Linked DNA regions of Mus musculus: region 1 is linked to region 2. A link is a contact called in public Hi-C data. All regions are on one chromosome and are shown on one strand. Each heading gives the region's core, a stretch centred on a gene start, on an enhancer-like site or on the middle of the called end of the contact. The rest is flanking DNA. Distances are from core to core; before and after follow the strand shown.

Region 1 (3,746 bases), core at 412-2,911, 910 kb before region 2:
CCAATCTGCTTCACCAATTGCTTTACTCCAAACTGTGGGCTGATTTCCATTAATCACACTTGGCCCTAATTACCCTGGAGCAACCATTCTTCCCCTGGCCTGGAGCTGGAATTTTAAGGGGCTATTGACAAAGCAGGTCCGTGGGTCTAAACAATAGTGGTAGCTTCAGGAAAAGGCTGGGTGAGGTGTCCATCCCCGGTCCTTTCCATCTACACTATGGAAGTTCCAGGCCTGCTGGTGATCTCCCCAGGTAGGAACCTGAGTTCCTCCACTAAATAGATTTTCCTTTTGTTGTCACATTAATTTGCAACTCATTAATAGTGACAGAAGTGAGGTACTGCAACGATGTCATTTGCATATTCATGAGTGACTTATTATTAAACAAATAAGATTTTCCTATCTTCGCAGCACCCAAAGTAAGGCTGAACAGCACATTACACCGGCCCCGTGCTTTATTCTCTCTTTAATATGTTAATAGATGCAGTTGATTTCTTTAAGTAAATACGCATCTATAAAACAACACGTACTTTATAAAAAAGAAATTTAAATAATAATCCATTAGCAAAGTTGGCAACAATTTAAGAGGAACAACCCATTAATACTAACGCGTGGGAATCAATTTGCGAATTTTTAACTCGGGTGGTGGGTTGCGGACGATTGAGGGGGAGGACTGCAAGTGTTGTGTGAGCTTAAAAAAAAAAAAACATTTTAGTGAGTTTCAGGAGACAAGGACTGAGATCCTTTCCATGTTTCGGGTGCCGGCTCCCCGGAGGTGGAAAACTGTCCGAGTCTTCACCTCCACACCTGCCTTTTCCCTGCGTCCTCTGGAGATCCGAGCCGTGGGCTGACATCTAGCACGTGGCTTTCCACCGGGCCCCTAGGCTGCCCAGCAGCACAGAGTTAGGCGGGGTGGGGGTGGGGCAAGGCCTGGCGTCTAAGCGCCTCTCCTCCCGGGGCTGAGGCTGGGGCTCTCCCCTCCTGCCCTCCATCCCTCGACACCGGCTTCATCACAGCCGGTTCTTTCCAGCTAGGGTCAGGGTGGCCTCCCCCCGCGGTGTCGCGGAGCTCAGGGCCAACCGCGCACCCTTATCTCGGCCGAGTCAGACACTCGCCGCGCGGAATCTGTTGACATTTACTATTGTTCGCAGGAGTCCGGAGCGCCGGGCGGGAGCGAGCGGGCGGGCGGGCGGGGCGAGCCGAGGGAGGGCCGCAAGTGGGAGGCCTGCGCTCCACGTGTGTGCGCGCGCGCGCGTGCTCGCCGGGGGGGTGGGGAGGGCCGTCTGCCTGGAAAATAAAAGTGGCCGGCGGGCCCGGAAGCTTCCAAAGCCGGCTGAGCGGCCCACGCCGGGAATTGAAGTGGTGGCGCGCGGGGGTGGGGTGGGGGGAGGTGGGTGCAGGAAGGAAGACTGGGCAAGCGGGCCGTGGGCTCGGCGGGGGAGGGGTGGGGACAGCTCCAGCCGCACGGCCCCCGGTGACCCACAGGACACAAGTGCATTTGTGCCTAGCCGTGGTAGGGATTAAAGTGCCATACGGCCCGAGCGAGGGGGGCGAGGCGGGTAGAAAACAACCAGCGCGCACAAAGCGCGCATTGTTCCAGCCACCTCCATTATGCCGCGCTGCAGCCAAGAGCCTGTTTCGCAACTGCCGTCCCGGCGATTGGGCGCGCGCGCGTACACACACACACACACACACACACACACACACACCTCCCTGACCAAGGCAGGGTGCACTCCATCGGGACTGGGAAGGGCTGCCCGGGTGGGTTGTGAGTAATGGGGACTCGCGGGTATCTTGAAGAGCTCGGCTGAGCTCTTTATCGGTTTTCGTCCTCGTCTTCTCGGCACTTTTCGTTTTTTTCTGGCTCCTGCCCCGAGCGCACCCCGGAGCGAGGAGCTTCCCCTGGGGAGGAGGCGACGGCGGGGGTGTGAAGTGGAGAGGGCGCGCTCTCAACCGCTGTCACCCGCGGATCGCAGCCCCAGGCGCACAGCGCTCGCCTGCTCTGCTGAAGACACGTGCGCAGCAGGAACGGGGACAGCATCCTTGCTTTCCAAGGAGAGGCTCCGGGAGCACCCACTCCAAGGCTTCCTGGCACTCTGGGACTTCCCCCTGTCGGGAGCGGAAGCTGTGGAATCCCGCACAGCGCTGCCTGGCCTGCCCGGGCGTGCGTGCCAAGTGGGCCAGCTCAGTCTCCTTTACACTAACCACACAGGGCCCAGGCCCTGGCCTCCTCTCTCTGTGGCATCAAGCGCCCTGCTTAAGCACGCTGAGAGGGAATTTAAGCCTGGGCAGCAACAGAAGAAGGTTCCCTTCTCCTTTGGGTGCAGAGTAGGGGGAGGACTAGAAGCCACCCCACTTTCCAGACCCCCTGCTGAGCCCTCTTGGTGGGCAGGTGGGGATCGAAGGCGCCCAGGCTCCGCAAGCTAGCGAAGTCTGGTTTCCTTTACGTTTTACAAGCTATAAATAAACTTCCCCTTGGGCGGATGAGCGCTGCGTCCAAGGGCGGCTTCCCGCCGAATCCGGCGGGCGGTTTACGATCTGGGCCAGGAGCTGGTCTTACGGCGGCCTGAGCCTAGGGTGGGGCGATGGCTCAGGGAAAGCTCAGAGGTCGTCCAGGAGTGGTCGAGTGACCCTCCTCTTCCCTGCGGGGCTGAGGCGCCTCAGCTCTGAGGGCTGGGGGTGGAGCCAGTTGATTTATGAGCCGTCACCCCACCCCGCCCCTCCCGTTTCACTTGTTTTCCTCATCTTCTCTAGCTCAAGCCCTGTTCCCAAAGCCTCACCCCGCAACCCTGCCCAGTGAGGGTTTGGCAACACCGGGCGGCTAGAGCACTGGCCGAGGGGCCCCGGGCGAGGAAGGGGGTGCAAGGGTGTGGGTGAAGCCTTTGGTGTTTTTTCATCCCTCCCACCCCACTCCCGTACCTCCTCCCAGAGCAGGCTAGCCAGCCTAGCCGGACAAAGCTGGGTGGCCAAAAAGCCTGAGAGGCTGAGATAAAGGGCTGGCCTCTAGGGGTGGGAAAATCCCAAGCGTTTGGGGTAGATCCCTGACTTTCTCAAGGTCACCGGGCGGGGGACTGGAACCATTGGCTCATACCAGAGCAGAAGCCATTGCATCAATCAGTTAACACCTTGCAAAGGTCTCCATCTCGCCGCCTCTTTAAGGGTGTTCAGTTTCCCAAGGAAGTACATAAAAGACAGGGCAAGGAAGGCACCGTGGGTCCCAAGACTGCTTTTCGTCATCGAGGGTTTGCTCTGCTTTGATGCTCACACTCACACTGTCTAGGTGGGAGGCCTGGCCTCCAACACACACGTGAGGACGATGTCTGTATGTGGGCCTAGATAGGAAGTGAAGAGTTGGAGGTGACTCAGGTAGTTGGCTACCTTCTTTCCATCTGAGATTTAGGAGAGGTGAGTTGGGAAAGCTCAAGAGAAGGCCCTCCTTAGCCTGGAACAACATCGTCCCTTTGCCCTCTGTTTGTTTAGCGCTTCCACTTAGCCTCCGCAGCTGGTGGCAGAGGGATTCCTGGCAGCATTAATCTCAGGACAGGATCCTAACCTTGATCCCTGGGGACACCCTCTCCCTCTCCATTCTCTGAGCCAAAAGTCACAGCGTACTAGTGCCCTACCACCATCACCTAACCGGACCAGGGGGAAGTTGGGGGGGTCTATAAAAGGGGACCTTTGGCAAGGTCTCCATTGTTCCTCGGGGGCTGGGAAGCTGACTCACTCTGAGCACAGAGCGATGCAGAGTG
Region 2 (3,622 bases), core at 525-3,024:
GAGTGGGAGTCCAATGACTTCAGATGAAAGTAGGCGGGGTGGAAGGTTCCCTGTGGCTTTCTGCGGTTTCCTGGGATACCAAGCACAAGCAGCTCTTGCAAATGAGTCTGGCGCTGTCCATCAGACATTGCAAAATAACAACTGAAAAGATGTACTGACGATGAGGAAGGCAGAAGCAGAGAAGGCTGCTGATCTGGGAAGCGCATGAGAAGAGCGGAGACAGGGTTCCTGTAAAGATTGAGAAGGAGCCAGGGCGCAGTTGAATGGGGGATGTGCCTGCAAATGCTTCCATTTTGTGTGCAATTAGTCTAGGGATGCCCTCATTTGCATAAGGTTCATAAATTTGCATAAAATTGCTGGAGGCCCTAACCACCAGTACAGAAAATAAAATAACATGAATCAATTAGTGGGCCTGGCTGCGACTGAAGCAAGTTGCTGTGTGAGGGAATCTCCTTCTCATAACGGAAATCATGCTGCATTGGCCGAAGGGCAGCAACCAGAGAGGGTCTGAGGAAAAGAGGCCTGCTCTGCCCTGCCTGAAGAGGGACTGGCCTTCTAGAGAGTGGGAGCAATGAGGTGGACTGAGAATGTGTAGACTTGGGAAATCCAGGCTTAAGGCAGCAGGTGAGTAGTAGATTCTGGATGGTGCGGGTAGCCATGGAGTCAGCCATGGAGTCAGCCTCAGAGATAGAAAAAGGCTGGAGAAGCTTATCAATGTGGTCCCAGCACTTCAAACCCATTGTCCTCTGGCCTGAGCTCACACACTTCCTTTCATTTTAGCTTTCTCCGTATCATCTTAGGAAACCGGGGAAGTAAACCCACCGTGGAGATGCGGAAGTAGAGCGGAGAGATGCTACAACTTTGCCTGCTATAGCAGCAGCAAATATCAGACAGGGGCTTGGCCAGCGCCAGAGACCCATAGCAACCTCCCAAGGAGCCTGGCGCCGGGCATCCAGCAGGACCTCAATAAATATTTATTTAAGAAATAACTGATGAGCGTGGAGATGAGCTCTGAGGGGAGGTGAAGGTCAAATGGAGGACACCATGGCAAGTGCTTAAGGAAAACAGGTTAAAAGCGAACCACAGGATGCAATTTCCTTTAAGGAAAAAAAAAGTGCCCGATTGGTCATCCAGGGAGTCTGGGGAGATGCGCAGATGTAACTGAGGCATGACATTTCAGCCCCATTAGAATTTCTGTGGGAGGGGCTTTTACCCTGCCCTCTCTGCTTGCCTATCTTCAGAGCCTTGCCACACTTACCCATAGACGTGATTTTCAATTCAATTATGGTCTGGATCTCACAGTCCTTGGTGAGTCAGCATGGCCCTGGCTAACGAGAAAGCTGAGCTGGGGGAGCCAGCTCTTATCTCTCATTTCCACCACTCACTAGCCTAGCTGATGAATCACCAATTTCTCTTTCCTTCTCTCCTCTTCTCTTTTCCATTGACCCTGCTGGTTTATAAGAACTATCAGGATTTTTTTTTTGTCTCTGCTCTCTCCCTGAACCTCCTCCTCCCCCAGAGTCACTGTTAATGAATCAAATTGCCCTTTGACTGGAATTACTGGGGTTGGGGGTTGGGGTGGATAGCCTCACCTACTACTAGCAGTAGATGGGGTGGCTGCCCCCAGATCCACACTAACCTTGTCGAAACGACTCAGAGTGGATGTTTATTTTTGAATCTTGAATTCTTTATCTGAGAAAATGGACTACCGATGGGAAACAATTACCTACCACTTACCCCACAGGGCTGATGGGAGCAGATGGCACGTGCAACAGAGAAGCAGCACAGTGCATTAATGTCATCAACAACGATCACAGCCATAATGAGTCCCCATGATGGGGACTGAACACTGGAGAGAGGAAAGAGCAACAGCTGGGCACTTCTTCAGCCAGCTCTTGTCACAGCCACCCAATGGCTTGTTCCAGTTTCCTTAATAAGCATAGGTGATGGGAAGCTTCAAGGATACACACACACACACACACACACACACACACACACACACACCTCTTGCTTTCAGCCCTACCTATTATCAAGGAGCTACTTGGCAGACAGCATGTGTGTGGCAATCCATTGTTTACCTCGGCCCACTGAGTGGCTTTCTTCTGTTCTGTTTAAATAAAGCAAGGCTTGGGTGTGCGCATGTGAGGGGCGTGAGTGTGTATGTGTGGTCACACAATAGCTCTGATAGCTCTGCCGAAAAGAAAAGGAAGACTCATAGTTAAGTTCAGAAAGCTAGGAGCAAGGCTAGCAGGCACATTGCATGATTGAGTGAGCTTAGGTGCTTTGACACAGGGGACTACAAAGACAAGTGGACAGGTAAACTTCTTAGCTATAGAGAAGGACAAGGGCAAAAGTATGAACTCCAGCTTGCATTCCTGAGACTTTGAGAGATCTGGGCAGGAAAGGAAGAGTCACTCCTCTGCAGATGGTTCTCCTTGCCAGCTTGTATCACAACCATAAATGTGCTGCCTAACCCCACTCATTAAAGCATGGGACAGTCAGGGAACCTCATTCTGACCTCTACCTCATAGCAAATCTCGAAACCTAGTACCCAAACCAAATGACTTGCTTCACATTCAGGAGCAGCAATACTTAGCATAGTTAAAAAACTAAGGTCGCAGGATGTCAAAGTTGCACACAAACATAGAAAAGAGGTAGTGCATGGCTTCTTACTTTGTCAGAGAAGGTCATAGGGGATGGATGTGCAAGGTCACAGAGTTTATGATGACCTAGCACCACGTCTCTGGACAGCCTGACACGTTGTCTATTAAATTATATATACTTTGTTCCACTATTGTGTGCTCCTAGTTTATAACACAGGTTTTGCTGTTTGACACAAACAAGGATATTTAGCACGAGAGAGCAGTGTTTTATGCTTCTATAGTTATTAGTCCTTGTAAATGCTCAGACTTCCTAAGCAGACTTAGAACTTGCCAGGGCTTCTGTATCATCCACCACTTTGAAACCTCCTTTTGCAAATATCTATTTGTTACTCCATTCAAAAGGCACTCACCAGACCTCATTGACTTAACACTTTGGCAGTATTTGACACGACCGACCCTGTCTCCTTTCCTGAATGCTCTGGCTTAGATTCCTCAGAAAGCGTCATTCGCTCATTGGCTGGGACCAATGAGTGAACCAACCAACCGCTAGTGGCTTGCAAAGAGATGATCACATGAACTTCAAATAATAACCATTTTGGGGACAGTTTGACCAAATAATTTCTACCTTCTAAATGTAGTCGTTAAAAATTGGCTTGTGTTTTGAATATACTTCTAGACTTTTACATTCATTTTCATTGCATTTTATGACCTAAGTATTGATTGGTGTGCAACAAATTGGGGGGGGTGTGGTTTTGCTCTTCAACTAGAAGACTTTGGTCATCCTTTATCTGATGTTGGCTCTCATGCCCTCAAATCTACTGCACTATTTTTCAATATTCCCATGTTTTTCTTTTTCATCTTTGGTTCAATCTCCTGGAAATTTAGAACTCAGAGAAGCATCCCAGCCCTCCAGAAAGTACTTCTTTCATTCTGTTCTCATAACAGCCTATACTGGACCCCATCATATCTGTAAAACATCACTGTGTTTCTAGTCCCTAGACTAGGGTATGTATGACACA

Evidence for each region. A called contact is a pair of places that touch in the nucleus more often than the background predicts.
Region 1: a contact with region 2 is called in a Hi-C map of the N1E-115 cell line, with 8 times the contacts expected there. The contact joins two enhancer-like sites. A contact is called at or near these places in 1 of 484 Hi-C or Micro-C datasets (the N1E-115 cell line) and 3 of 115 datasets of contacts at active chromatin or transcription factors (embryonic forebrain, neural tube and pancreatic cancer cells).

The regions. Positions count from the first base shown.
Region 1 is chrX:12,004,701-12,008,446 of GRCm38.p6, reverse strand. It overlaps Gm34301 (a long non-coding RNA gene), which reads right to left. Exons shown (of 4, transcript XR_003953093.1): 4 at 3,711-3,746. Among named protein-coding and RNA genes, the nearest start is that of Gm34301, 4.4 kb to the right of the region's middle. Within about 2 kb of position 1,661, at least 320 of the 459 cell types and tissues checked have an H3K27ac peak or open chromatin away from gene starts, as enhancers often do. A contact at or near this core is called in the N1E-115 cell line, where this site is marked.
Region 2 is chrX:11,096,238-11,099,859 of GRCm38.p6, reverse strand. No RefSeq gene overlaps it. Among named protein-coding and RNA genes, the nearest start is that of Gm39494, 110 kb to the right of the region's middle. Within about 2 kb of position 1,774, at least 25 of the 459 cell types and tissues checked have an H3K27ac peak or open chromatin away from gene starts, as enhancers often do. A contact at or near this core is called in the N1E-115 cell line, where this site is marked.